2 separate regions of the Sus scrofa genome follow, and region 2 is linked to region 1. The links are chromatin contacts, called in public Hi-C maps. All regions are on one chromosome and are shown on one strand. The core of a region is the stretch at or near the end of the contact, and the rest is flanking DNA. Distances in the headings are between cores, read along the strand shown.

The links. A called contact is a pair of places that touch in the nucleus more often than the background predicts.
Region 2: a contact with region 1 is called in a Hi-C map of skeletal muscle, with 2.8 times the contacts expected there. The contact joins two enhancer-like sites. A contact is called at or near these places in 3 of 47 Hi-C or Micro-C datasets (embryonic fibroblasts, skeletal muscle and subcutaneous adipose tissue).

What each region holds. Positions count from the first base shown.
Region 1 is chr13:75,130,174-75,137,480 of Sscrofa11.1, forward strand. The region is part of intron 3 of SLCO2A1 (solute carrier organic anion transporter family, member 2A1); the gene reads right to left. Among named protein-coding and RNA genes, the nearest start is that of SLCO2A1, 56 kb to the right of the region's middle. Within about 2 kb of position 2,733, at least 22 of the 83 cell types and tissues checked have an H3K27ac peak or open chromatin away from gene starts, as enhancers often do. A contact at or near this core is called in skeletal muscle, where this site is marked.
Region 2 is chr13:75,439,896-75,447,202 of Sscrofa11.1, forward strand. It overlaps LOC106505688 (a long non-coding RNA gene), which reads right to left. Exons shown (of 3, transcript XR_001300331.2): 2 at 2,437-2,571. Among named protein-coding and RNA genes, the nearest start is that of RYK, 53 kb to the left of the region's middle. Within about 2 kb of position 3,531, at least 10 of the 83 cell types and tissues checked have an H3K27ac peak or open chromatin away from gene starts, as enhancers often do. A contact at or near this core is called in skeletal muscle, where this site is marked.

The DNA of each region.
Region 1 (7,307 bases), core at 1,483-3,982:
CAATGTCTTTCCCATTTGTTATTTCTTTGTTCCATAGCTGTTGCCCTAGGCCTACAAAAGTATGCAGCACGCTGGGGCTGAGTTTCTCTGCCCATCCCACCTCCTCCACCGTCTCTCCCTGGTGGGGTGTTAACTCTTTCTCTGATGTACACACTCTACTGTAGAGACCCAAGTCCCAGGGCCAGAATTTTTAAACTTCCATTCACTGCACCGGCAGACGCTGCCAAGGCTATGACATACATTGCGTCCTACGCACAGAGGTGACTGGGCCAGAGCTGGTATTTGAACCCATGTATGCCTGACTCAAAGTCCTTAATGAAATCAGGTCTGAAATGGCAGCTTTGAAAAGACAACACACATTTTATAGGGATAGAAGAGCCAGGCCTGGGGAGATTCTGCTAGTTACATTCAAACTCATGAGCCCTCTAACCTCTGTAGGTGGCTGGGAAGTTTCGCCTACTTCCTCCCAGGCAGAGGTGTCCTGGAAAGGGGCTGGCTGCTGGTTGGGAGTGTTGCTGAAATCTCAGACAAGGAGATGAAACAAACACACAGTATCAAGAGTTAAGACATGGATTTTGGTGAAATAAGCCAGACACAGAAAGACAAATACTGTACGATCTCACTTATAGGTGGAATCTCAAATAGTCGAACACATAGAAGCAGAATAGAATGGTGGTTGCCAGGGGGCTTTGAGGGTGAAACAGGGAGGTGGTGATCAAGGGTATAAGTTTCAGTTATGTCAGATAAGTTTTGGAGATCTACTACTAGAAAGCATGGTGGGGGGCATAAAGATAAAAATACACATTGCATACTTAAAATTTACCAAGAGGGAAGTTCCTATTGTGGCTCAGTGGTTAACAAATCTGACTAGGAACCATGAGGTTGCAGGTTTGATCCCTGGCCTCACTCAGTGAGTTAAGGTCCTGGTGTTGCTGTGAGCTGTGGTGTAGGTTGCCAGCTCGGCTCAGATCCCGTGTTGCTGTGACTCTGGTGTAGGCCGGTGGCTACAGCTCCCATCAGACCCCCAGCCTGAGAACCTCCATATGCCTCGGGCACAGCCCTAGCAAAAAACAAAAATAATAATAATAACAATTTACCAAGAGGGTAGATTTTAAGTATTCTTAAAACACAAACACACACAAATAATAAAGGGACAGGAGGAAACTTTGGGACATGATGGATATGTCTGTAGCCTTGATGGTGGTGACGATGTCACAGTTATATAACCATCCTCAAACTCATAGTTTTATACATTAATATACAGATTTTTACATATTAACCATATCTCACTCAAGGCATTTAAAACAAAGGAAAGATAAGCTGTGTGGCCTTAAGCAATTTCTCAACCTCTCTGAGCCTGTTTCCCTGTAGGAAGAAACCGTAAGGTGACTGGATAGGGAGCATCCCTATGGGGCATTAAAGGGCTGAAAGGCAATGATTTCAGAAAGCATAGTAGGCATGAAAAGTTGGACCAGCTGGTCAGTCAGTGTGGCTGATGGCCATGCCTGCCTCCCTCTAGGAAGGCCAGTGTGGCTCAGTGATGGTGCAAGAGCCTGATTCTCAGGAAGATAGATCACTTAGGTCTGAAGGCCCAAAACTGTGACACCTTCCTGCTGAGAAAGAGACCTCAGGATAGCCCACCCCTCACTTCACTCAGGGCCGCTTTCACCAACACTGGCCTGTGTCCAACACTCAGAGATAGGGCTGTGGTGCTGGCAGACTCAGACCCATCCCCAGGGGAGACCCAGGTGGCTGTGGGCAGGCAAGACCCGCAGATGTTGGAAGGGCTGGACTGGGAGCCTGGGACCCAGATTCTAGTCCCGAATCTTGACTCCCCATGTCAGTGACCTTGACTTTGAAAGACCTCAGAGGACTCTGAGAAGGGGCCATGCACTGCAGAGGGTGGGCAGTTGCCAGAGAGCCAGGCAGGCAGAATGTCAGGCTCACAGCTCACGGTGCACTGGGTGTGGGGGCCACACAGGACACCCGAGCAGATGAACATTTACACGCTATGGGCTGTGCTGGTCTTTAGAAAAAGACCCCACTAGGCTTCTCGAGCCCACATAGGCATGTTCAGGACTGAGGGCAGAGCAGACTGCCTGGCCTGAGAACCCTCTGACTCGCACTGCCAACTGGCCAAGTGCAGCCGTGCGGTCATTCAAACAATTGGCACGCACGCCCTGCTCACTTCCCTCTGCCAACTTTGAGTTGACGCACGTCTAAAGGGCTCATAAATACAGAAGCTGCTGCCAAGTTCTCAAATGGGTATTGCTTTTCAGAAGAGTCAAATAAATTGTGAGTAGGTTTCATTCAAGGAAATGAGCCAGGTTTGAAATTCCCTAAAACTGTGAGCAGCTGTTACTTGCCAATGTGCTTGGCTGAGCTGCCGGTCTCTGACTAGGTGTGACAGCAGCTCCCTGTCACATGTTGTGCTGTTGGCTATAGGGAGGCAGGGTTAGGGCTCCCTTATGTGCGAGAGTGGCGTAACGGTCACCCAAAGGCAAATGACCTCACGGGGAAAGAGGTGCAAAGACTGGCCCCTGCTGCCAGCGCAGCTGCTGAGGGACCACACCCAGGCTGGTCAGCTCATCACAGGGAGAGCCGAGATGCTGCGTCCTGGAAAGACACCTGGAGCAAATTCCATTCACTTTCATTTGTTCAGTTACTGGGCTGAAAGTGACTCTGCTGGGGTGCCTGAGACAGGTGCAGGTGCTGCCCTGCCAAACCCTTCTGTCTGCTGTGATGTACACACCATCAGAGAAGCAGCCACAACCCTGTCTGGTCAACTCAAAACCACAGTGAGATATCACTTCACACCCATCAAAAACCAGAAAAAACGTGTTGGGTGAGACATGGAGAAATTAGAACCTTTGTGCATTGCTGGTAAGAAAGTAAAATGGTACAGCCATTGTGGAAACCAGGATGGAAGTTCTCCAAAACGCTAGAAATAGAACTACCGTATTCTCCAGAATTTACAGTTCTGGATATTTACCCTAAAGATTTGAAAGCTGGGACTTAAACAGCTATTTGTACACCAGTCTTCACAACAGGATTATTCACAATAGCCAAAAGGTGGAAACAACCCAAATGTCCGTCGAGGGATGAATGGATAAACAAGGTGATATATGCATACAGTTGAATTCTGACACATACTACTTAGAAAATGAATGAACCTTGAAGATACGGTGCTAATTGAAATCAGCCTGACCCAGAAGCACAAAAGTTGCATGATTCCATTGATAGGAAGACCTGGAATAGACAAATTCATAGAGACTGAAAGTAGAATGGTGGTGCCAGGCAGGGGCTGGGGGAAGAGGGGATGGGGCCTTAGTGATTAGTGGATAGTTTCAGTCGGGACATGAAAAAGATCTGGAGATGGATGGTGATAATGGTTATACAACAGTGTGAAGGTACTTAATGCCATGGAATTGGACATATTCAAATGGAAAATTTGTTATGTTTATTTCACCACCATAAAAGAATATATAGCCTGGTATCCACTGAGCTGGGAAAGGATCGTGGGCCAGGGAGCACATGGGGGAGCACCAAACTCAGTGTCTCCTGGAGAGAGGGTTTGGGAAGGATTCCTGGAGAAAGTGGCCTCTGGGCTGAGAAGAATCCACAGGAGGAGACAGAAGGGAAGGAGGGGAGCAGCTCAGAGGTTCGGTGGGGTTGGTAAAGCAAACACATCCAGGATGAGCCTGGCCGTTCCTGGAGGGTTGGTGTGTCCCTCCAAGGGGCCTGGACCACAGCCCAAGGGTGAAGTGCGAAGATCATGAGAGTGCAGTTCACACTGGATCAACTTGCACCACTTTGCAAGGCTGCATGCAAAGAGCGGAATCGACCCAGTCGACAGCTACTTGGGCAGTAAAACAGGACAGGCGAGGCTGCACGTTGCACAAGAGGCAGGCAGGGCGTTCTGGTCCACACCACAGCTGTGCACGTGGGGATGCCCAGCCCACAGCCAGTGTGTGTAAGGGACACAAGGGGGAGCAGGAGCCTGAGAAACAAAAAGGGCCAGAGAGTAAGTGTTTCTCTTTTCTGGATTCTAGTTCTTGATTGTGCTGATTCTTACTATTTTCCTCAAGTCACATTTATTAGAACATTGTTGCCAGCTTGGCTGGCAAAATTGTTTTTTGTGGGCCATTCGATGGCCATCGAGGATCATAAAGATGTTGACTGGCTTGTTAAGTCTTTACATGGCACATTGCACGGTGCACTGATGCCACAAACACCTTCATGAAATTTCACCTCGTGAAGTGTTCAGGAGGCAGACCTCTCTGGGGATCTTTCAATGGTATCACCAACTTCTAGAATGTCAGATTACATGTCAGAAACTGCCTTTATTAAAAACGTGTATTTTAAAAATAATCAACTGGCTCCCGTGAAATCCAAGTCTACTATGTTCCTCTTTTGCATTTCAAATTGACTCCAGATCTCCCAACAAATTCTCTTTTCCTTATGCCAGCCCTAAATGGGGTCAAATCCACCAGGCCAGGCTCTGACACAGGGGAAAGGGGAAGGGCCCTTAAATCTACTTGGGTGCACTGCCTTCAAGAAGGGAAGCAGCAGCTGGCTGGCTGGTGTGGATGCTGGGTGCCTTGGACACAGGAAGAGCAGGGCGTGACAATGGGTAAGACCCGATGCTGCCTGGCTTGATGTGGAGACAGGTGTTTTTGTCAGAGACGGACAGAGGGTGGGCTACCCAAGAACCCAGGCCTGGGACTCTCTGCAGAAGGTGGCCGTGGCCAGCTCACTCTGGGGAGGACAGAGTCTTCTAGAATTTAGGCTCCTCTCTTAAAAAGAAGAAGGGGAGTTCCACTGTGGCTCAGTGGTAACAAACCCAACTAGTATCCATGAGGACGAAGTTGGATCCCTGGTCTCGCTCCATGGGTTAAGGATCCGGTGTTGCCATGAGCTGTGGTGTAGGTCGCAGAAGCAGCTCAGATCCCGAGTCACTGTGATTGTGGTGTAGGCTGGCAGCTGTAGCTCTCACTGGACCCCTAGCCTGGGAACTTCCATATGCCACAGGTACAGCCCTAAAAGATTAAAAAAAAAAAGAAGAAGAAGAAGAAGAAGAAGAAAGACAGTGATGGAGGAGGAGGGAGGGAAAGACCTTGCATTAGGAGTCTTTTAGCAAAGCTGGGGGTCTCAGCTTTCCTAAGCCCACCCCACTGCTCTCCTCCCTGGGTCAGATTCTTTAGCTTCTTTCAGGAGCTTGGCCCCTGTGAAGAAGAAAGAGCTTCCTCTCCCGTTTCTCAGGTGTTCCAGCAAAGGTCCTGTACCCGGGCTTCCTCACTGACCTACAGAAGCTCACCACCCTGCTCCTGCGACCTGCCCACCATGTCAGAGAAACATCTGCCTATCTCAGCCACTGCAAACTTGGCTTGCCTGCCTCCGCCTTGGGGGGCCTGGGAAAGGGAGGTCAGGGAGGGTTCCACAGCTGGCTGTCAGTCTGTTTCTCATCTTCCCTGAGGCCCCCTTCTGGAAGGCTCAGGTTTATCAGAGCACATTCTTCTTCCCACAAGACACCAGAGGTCTGGCTGTGCCAGTTTTCACAGGGCTGTGAGATGCTAACTAGAAACAGGCTGAGACCTCTCCCCTCCACCAGCTACCCCTGCAGCAGCCCAGCTGCACGCCAGTCAACCTTCTGACTCACCCCATAATTCACTTCTGTGGAATCTCAGCTCTAATTTCTGGACAGATTTGGAAAGATAGGGGATGCTGAGGCAGGAAGGTCTACCTCCTAGAATGGTTCCCATGGAGGCAGGACAGATCTAGGCAGACCAAGGTCTGGTTGTTCCATTGTTCTAGGACACGCATTCCAAGTGAGGCCAGGCTGAGGCCAGTGGGAGGCAGTCAAGGGTCTAATAAGAGGTCTTGGCTCAAAGATCCAGCACTGGAGCTGAGAGAGGACCCTAGAACGGTGGAGCAACATAGGAAGGCCATGGTGAATGGGCTTTCCTTGGACTAGTCCTTCTCATCATTCTCGTAGAGGAAAGACAATTCTCCCAGCAGACAGGAGGGAGGCAGTGAAGTCTCCTTCAGGTCATGGTCCTTGAGAGCCACTCATTACCTCCCTGCTCAGAAGGGGACATGGCTTGTGGGTGAGGAAAGCCAAATGCAGAGGAGGTTAGTAAGACCCAAACCTCCGGAGTAATCCATAGGAGAACAATGGGAATGGCGCCGGGGCTTCCAGAGAGTTTTCTGGAAGCGTGGCCAAGGTGCCAAGGCTTTAGGCTATCAGCAAACTCCTGGAATCTCATTCAGAATGTTCCACTTTGAAGGACCTATTTCCTCATCCTCCTAAATTCAGCTGCTCAACAGTTCTTCCCGAAACTCTGACAACGCCCACTGGCAGCCTGGAACAGGCTGTCCCGAACTCACTCATGATTGAGATCTCAAAGTCATTTATAAAGTGGCTTGTTTGCAAATCAGAAGTGACTGGGTCCCCAGTGGAGTTCATGAAGCCTCATTAGTCCATCACGCCCCTGTGATAGTATGTGTTCTCTTCCAACTAGACTAAGCCTCCACTTAGAAAGGGATTTCTATGAGCATATGCATTTTGAATTTCATTTTGGGAAACCAGGAGGCTGTATTCTTTGGCACCAGCATAAACCAACAGAGTTGGAGTTGACAGCTGGATCACATAGTGGAGCAGTGGAAGGAATACCTATTTTGAAATCAGACCAAGCTCATATATATATATATAATATATATTTGTCTTTTTGTCTTTTTCTAGGGCCGCTCCTGCAGCACATGGAGGTTCCCAGACTAGGGGTCCAATTGGAGCTGCAGCCGCCCACCTAAGCCACAGCCACAACAACGCGGAATCCGAGCCGTGTCTGCAACCTACACCACAGCTCACGGCAACACCGGATCCTTAACCCACCGAGCAAGGCCAGGGATCGAACCTGACACCTCATGGTTCCTAGTCAGATTTGTTAACCACTGAGCCACAACGGGAACTCCAGACCAAGTTCAAATCTTGGTCCTACCATTCACTGGTCAGGGAACTCTCAGAACCTCAGTCTCTTCATCTCCAAAACAGATGTAGGTAATAATAATAATACTGAACTTGCAATATTCTTATTCAGATTAAAACTAATGACAACACCATAACCTGAGATGCGGTGGTTGTACAATAGGATCAATTGTCATTCAAAGAAGCCAGAAATTTTGAGACATTTAAATGGATGAGGGATATGGCAGAACCTGGAGACAGGCAATATTGCCCAGGTTTTTAAGAACTTGGAGACTTGGTCCCGAAACCAGTGATCAGCGCTGGTCACCAGGAATGGACGAGT
Region 2 (7,307 bases), core at 2,281-4,780, 310 kb after region 1:
TTGCCCATCTGCTCTGCCAAAATTTGCACATTTCCTTCTGAATAACAGGTTATCAGAGTGCTTAATTCCATACTGACTTGTTAAGAGTAGGTATTTATTATCAAGCTTTCTAAGTATTGCCAGCCTGGATAGGGGAAAACATTGATGGTTTCATATGTATTTCTTTAGCTGAATGTATGTCTTAATATCATTTCCTATGCTTATTGCCCTTCTGAATTTTGTTTTCCAGACTGCCCATTTTTGTTCTTGGCCTCAGTGGATCTTTTCTCAGACGACCTGTGTCTTTCTTTGCCTCAAGAAAAAGTCCTTTGGATACTTCTCCAGTATTCTCCCCTCCGTGTTCTCTCCCTTTTCCCCTGCATCCGGACATCTGCATTTGTCCTTGTGTCATTTTACTTTTATCTCCTAATTTCCAGCTGTTGGTCTTTTTACTCGGCCTTAAAGAAAATGTTTTTCAACATTATCTCTCCAATATTCAACTTGCTTTTTAAACATGAATAGGTAAAATATGACTTATAGATAGCACTGTCCTGCAATTTCTTATATCCTGATACCCTTTCCTAAACTTCTTGGCTATTTTTTTCTGGTACATCTGTATTTTTCAATTCTAGACATCACCTTGATTTCCTATTACGGAAGATGAAGGTTTAGCACTAACACCATCTCCATGCCCCACTGCCATTCTCTCCATCCTGAAGTAATAATAATTAACTACTTTTAGTTGTTTTTAATAGTTAATACTTCAACAGTAAAAGCATTAGTTAGTTTGGAGATAAATATTGGAGTGTAGTTCATGGCTGAGTTATAGAGCTTTACTGTGGTTACGTTTCCTTTGTCCCCCCCTCCCCTTGAAATTAGTAATTAACTTGAAAAATTTTTTTTGCTTTAGTTTTACATGTACCTTTAACTAAAGCCTTCTAAACTCTCAGAAAGGAATTTTAAAAGACTTTTGAATTAGGAAGAGTCCTTTTCCATTGATTGGCTCCTTCCTTTGTTTTTCTTCCACTTGAGATTTGAGGATAGAGAAGCTCCCATCATGGCGCAGAGGAAACGAATCTGACTAGGAACCATGAGGTTGCCGGTTTGATCCTTGGCCTCGATCAGTGGGTTAAGGATCTGGCGTTGCTGTGAGCTGTGGTGTAGGTCAAAGACGTGGTTCAGATCTGGCATTTCTGTGGCTCTGGTGTAGGCCGGCGGCTACAACTCCGATTAGACCCCTAGCCTGGGAACCTCCATATGCCATGGGTGCAGCCCTAAAAAACAGGAAAGACAAAAAAAAAAAAAAAAAAAAAAAAAAAAAGATTTTAGGATAGAGCCAAAAACAACAGGATCAAGGTGTCAGGGAGAGATGAAAGGCAAGAGAGGGTCGAGCCTGGAGAGGGGAAGACGGATCCACAGCGACGAGCAACTTGGAGCTTCAGGATCTAGTTGTCTGAGCTTGGAATGTTTCTACAGCGATGGCGTTTCAATGGTGAGTGGTTCTCAGCTCATCTCCCACCCTAGCCCACCCTCAAGATACACAGCTGTACTGGACCATGGCAGGAGGGTTGTAATACTGGAGGGGTGTCACTGTTCAAAATATGACCAAGAAGCCTGCATTTGTGTAAGTGCTGGGGGCAGAGGAGTATGTGGTGAGTCATGCTTGGTAGACACAGGAGGGGGCCAAAGGCAGGCCCGAAGTATCCCCAACTGGGTGAATGGGGTGACATAGGTAGGAGAGAGAGAGACCAAGTCATGAGGAAGGAGACTCCACAACCCAGGCACAAACCCTTCCCTGACCTCAGCACCCTTCCTTCCCTCCTCCTACTTTTCTTAACCCTGCCCAGGACATGGCAGGTGTTGAAGAAGTACTATTAAGTCCTAAGCACCGTGAGCTCACAAGGATGGATCCCTGTAAGCTAGAAGTCTGTGAATCAGGGGCAGGATGTGGTCCATGTATTTTGATATACTTTTTTTTTTTTTTTTTTTTTTTTTGCTTTTTAGGGCCGCAGCTGAGGCTTATGGGAGTTCCCAGGCTAGGGGTAGAACTAGAGCTACAGCTGCCGGCCTATACCACAGACACAGCAATGCTGGATCTGAGCCCCATCTGCAACCTACACCACAGCTCAGCAATGCCAGAGCCTCAACCCACTGAGTGAGGACAGGGATTGAACCTGCATCCTCATGGATACTAGTCGGGTTTGTTAACCGCTGAGCCAAGAAGGGAACTCCTTGATATACTTCAATTTAATGAACTGTGGAAGGACTGAGAGTCTCAGAAGGGCCCACTGGGGCTTGGCAGCTCTCTTTGGAACACCAGCCCCTCCTTCTTTCTCCATCAGCACACCCTTCTGTGGGTGGTGAGGGGGACTCTCAGAGGTTGCTAGATTTGAACAGAACCAAATTTTAATTGAATGAAGCCCCAGAGGTGGGGTAGGAGTGATTGAGAGACTGTACCTCAGACATCTTCCTGGCTTCATCTGTGCAGGCAAGAGCTGGGTGTTGATGCATCCCTGGCAGGCCACCTGAGCTAAGGAATCCTCACTCTGCCTGGGCCTGGCTGGTGCACTTCCCCGGATTCTGTCCTGATGGCTGCAGGGAATACAATCGTTAGTCCCCAGGCCATCAGTCTAAACTGGCCTCCCCACATGCCTGTTGTTTAGTTCCGATCTCTCTTTGAAAGTGTCTTGTGATAGTGTCTTCCATTTACCCTGAATAGCATACAGCAGGTGATCACTAAGCATTGTGTGAATAATAATCCCCCACCCTCTTCCCAGAGTTGAGCTTTGGAGTGTGATTAGAAGAATGGGTGACCCTGGCTTCCCTTTGGTCCCCACTGCTCACCTCTGGGGTGGGTGCAATGAGTGTGATCCAGAGCTCTCTGCCTTTCCGTTGTGGCTGTGCTCATGCTCGTGCACACTCCCGGGCTCATGCTCACCCTGTCCAGGACACATTCACTGCTCATCTGTGTCTCTCTAGCACAGAAACGTGAGAGTTTCTGCTCAGGATTTCCCACTCTCTCTGGGACTACCCCTCAGAGGTATTTTCCAGGTGCTTTTATTTTTTTTATTTTTTGGCCACCCTGGAGCATATGGAGTTCTCAGGCCAGGGATCAGATCTGAGCCACAGCTGTGCCCTGCACTGTAGCTGTGGCAATGCCAGTTCCTTAACCCACTGTGATGGGCCAGGGATCAAATTTGTGCCCTAGTGGTCCAGAGACACCGCTGATCCTGTTATTGCACAGCGGGAAATCCTCCAGGTGCTTTTAGATGTTGAGAAGCCCCAATATTCATCATCATGACCATCATAGCTGTTCTTCCTTTGTGCTCAGCACTCTTCACAACATTTCACTCAACATCTCATTGACTCCTGGCAACACTCTAAGACTCAGAGATGGTAATTTGCCTGGGGTCACACAGATGGGCCCAGATAGGAAGCCAGGTCTATCCTACCCATGTCTGTGTAACCAGCACTCGAACTCCCAAACTGGGTTTCATTCAGCAAATGTTACAGCACAAAGGATGTGTGTCTCAGCCACCAGGGGCCGCTGTTTCCCCACACTCTGGACAGGAACCTGGCCGCTGTCCCCCCACTGACTAAGGTTGACCCCTAGGGAACACAGCCTGAGCTGAACTTGTGAGCCCAAGGGAGTCCCGCAAATTCTAGGGGGCCTGCCCCATCTTACCACAGCCCTCAGCACAGCCTTCAGCCTGCCTACCCTCCAAACAAACAAAAGGGAGCACGGAAAGTTGGCCACTGCAGATGTCAAAGTATAAGCCTGTTTCTTGTGCTATGTCAGAATTTTTGCCTGTCTCATTTTGGGGGCCTAGCCAACTGTCAGGTCCCCCCCCCTTTTTTTGTCTTTTTGCCATTTCTTGGGCTGCTCCCGTGGCATATGGAGGTTCCCAGGCTAGGGGTCTAATTGGCCAGAGCCATAGCAACGTGGGATCGAGCCACATCTGCAACCTACACCACAGCTCACGGCAACGCCAGATCCTTAACCCACTGAGTAAGGCCAGCGATCGAACCCGCAACCTCATGGTTCCTAGTCGGATTCATTAACCACTGCACCACGACGGGAAATCTGGGTCCCCTTCTTGAATGAGGAAGGCCACTTTCAGAGGTGTAGGCCCCCCCCCGGGGGGGGTGGATATCGTTAGACCACTGGTCTCCAAACTGGGTATGTGAGATGATCTCTTGGAGGTAGTAAAGAAAAATACTAGAATTTTTATTCTGCATTAACTTATATTTTTAATCTACAAGTAAGAATGCAGCTTCACTAATATTTGATGGCCAAATTGGTGGTGACTCACTGGAATGGATGTCAAATAGCCCTGTGTCAATAAGGCCTATGTGACAGGATTTGTGTGTCCTTGTTGGGATGGGCTTATGGAGTGTATTATGTACTTTACCTAACCTAATCCTTATAGCACAAACAAGTTGCTTTTTTAGGAATTCCCACGGGTGTTCCCATGTGGCACAGTGGGATAATGATCCAGCTTGTCTCTGTGGAGGCTCCGGTTCCATCCCCGGCCCAGCGCAATGGGTTTAGGATCCAGCGCTGCTGCAGCTGTGGTATAAGTTGCAAGTCCAGCTCAGATTCAATCCCTGGCCTAGGGAACTTTCATGTGCTGCAGAAGCAGCTAAAAAAGGAAAAAAGGAAAAGAATTCCCTATGAAGAACCAGGGTCTGAAGGTCACACAGACAGTATCTCACAAGTGACCAGAGAAAGAGAAATGATTGAGTGGTCACCCCACACCTCATACAAGCTCTTAGCTGCTCAGGACATAAAAACAATGAGAGTCTATTCCGAATTGATAAGACTCCGGTCTCCCAAACTCAAACCTCTCAAAAGCATTTGAAGTTCTATCAAATGTTTATGGTGAGCTCTGTTATAATAATAAACACCACTGGGCCTTGAGATCAGTAGTACTGGGGTAGGAGTACAGCCAGCCATATGGTGTATCAGGGACCCCTTCAGGGGTGCATGTAGAAAACTGTTTGGAGACCAAGACCTGGATCAAAAGAGCTTGAAGATCACTCGTGTGTGCTGCAGCCAACAGTCCACTGTTTTTGTCTCGACAGTTCTTAGAGTTTACTGGGGGCCAAGAGCCCACGCATTGGGTTTTGTGAAGATTGTTGCTGACACTGCTTCGAGGGCCAGACTTTGGAACTATGACCCTTTGGGGTTGGTTCAGATTCCAGCTGAGGCATTTCAAATCCAGTGGGTTTTGTTAGGTTTTGGTCTGCTTCATGAGTGCCCAATTCCTGTAACACAAGCAGGAGGTGGGAGCCTCTGTGTGTGGCCCTCTTCCACGCTCACCAAGGACTTTACGGGACGCCCCGAGGGTCCATCCTGGTGGGCTGCACATTCCCCACCCTGCACAACAGGTCCCCCTCTTGGCCCCAGTCCCTATGTTCTTCCTTGCAGGGGCACGAGATTTAAAAAAAACAAAACAAAAAACCAAAAACCCCTCGAAGGATTTGTCAAAATCTCTGGAGAGGGAGAGTTCATTCCAAGTGGACTTGAACGCATGGTCATCTGTGTCCCGAGATCAATGGCATCCTTAGGACGATTTCGGGACAATCCTTAGGACACGTGCAGAGTCCTATGTCCCACTTGAGACAGAATCTGTGTCCTACTGACTCAGAATCTGTGAGGAGTGGACTGAGGAAAAAACATTTTAAATAAACCCTTTCACCCATTCCCACTAACTGGTGATTCTTTTTTTTTCTTCTCTCTCTTTTTACAGCCACACCTATGGCATATGGAAGTTCTGGGGTGAGGGGTTGAATTGCTGCAGCCACAGCAACATGGGATCAGAGCCACAACTCCAAGCTACCTTGCAGCTCATGGCAACACCAGATCCTTAACCCACAGAGCAAGGCCTAGGATCAAACCTACATCCTCATGGACACTGTGTCGGGTTCTCAACCCACTGAGCTACAATGGGAACTCCCTATCTGGTGATTCTAAAGCACACTCATATTTAAGAAACATTCCTCTTTATAATGCTATGTTCGGAAAAATATAGTTTTCCAAAGGGTTTATTATCTCAGTTGATTTTTCTCAATGTGGAGGAGGTAAAGCCTGGTAAACTTCAGTGGATTTTAAGGCCGAGGGTAGAGTGAGACTCTAGGTTGGGGTGGGGAGGGTGTCAGCCTTTCACCTAAGGGTATGGACGCTCCAGAGACAGGAGCTGGCCCAGTTCTTTTTTTTTTTTTTTTTAGGCCTGCACCTGAGGCATATAGAAGTTCTCAGGCTAGGGGTCAAATCGGAGCTACTGCTGCAGGCCTGCACCACAGCCACAGCAACACAGGATCTGAGCCGCGTCTGCAACCTACGCCACAGCTCATGGCAATGCCGGATCCTTAACCCACTGAGCAAAGGCAGGTATCGACTCTCGTCCTCATAGATCCTAGTCAGGTTCGTTAATGCAGAGCCATGACAGGAACTCCCATGCCTGCCCAGTTCTGCCGAACATACTGGATTCACAGGGGTTGTGGGGAGGGAGACGACAGTCAAGGGGGCCCTGGCTTGAAGTAACTCTGTGGGAAGGGGGTGAATTTCTGGGGCAAATCATTGCTGAAATCATATCCCTGCCTGGGCTCAGTGGGAAATACAATCCCACTCATTTTTAGAAAGAGTCTTCAGAGCTCAAGGCTTAAAGGCCGTCCAGTCTAACCGCATCACCGCTAAAGTCCATGGAGATTCTTCAGCACAAAATCAGTGCAATGCATGTGGGCCCCAGAATACTAAAGAGAGGATTTGAGTAGAGGCAAGAATTAGAGCTCCCTCTTCAGGCGGAATCCTCCTCCTGCCCCACTCCCCCCAGCCAGCCTCAGCCTTGAAGAACAGTCCTTCCCTGAAAACCCACTCTGCCCACTCTCTGCAAGGTGCGGGGGTACCCACCCCAGCCCCTTCCCCCATCCTGAGCCAGCCTCTACTCATCACACTGCCTCCTACTGGCCAGGCTAGTGTTTGCCTCCCCTGGTAAACAGTAAGTCTCCCTGGGGTAGGGCCTGGTTTCAGTGAATGTTTGTAAGATGATCAGACTCATCCCTGGGGCTTCTCTTGTGTCTTCCATGATCACCTCCAGCACCCTCACACCCATGGAGACAAAGCCCTGGCACTGCCATTTGATGAACTGCCGGGTGGTGGTTGTAGGGGTGCTAAAATGTCAGTTTTCTGTGTCATGGGGAAGAGGCAGATCTGGAGCCAGGGCTATAGTCTCAAACCAGGGCTGCAGGGCCATTCGCCACCTTGTCAGTCTAAGCCTATCTCCTGGCCAGGTAGGAAGGACCTCAGTATCTTCCTTCTCTTAGAG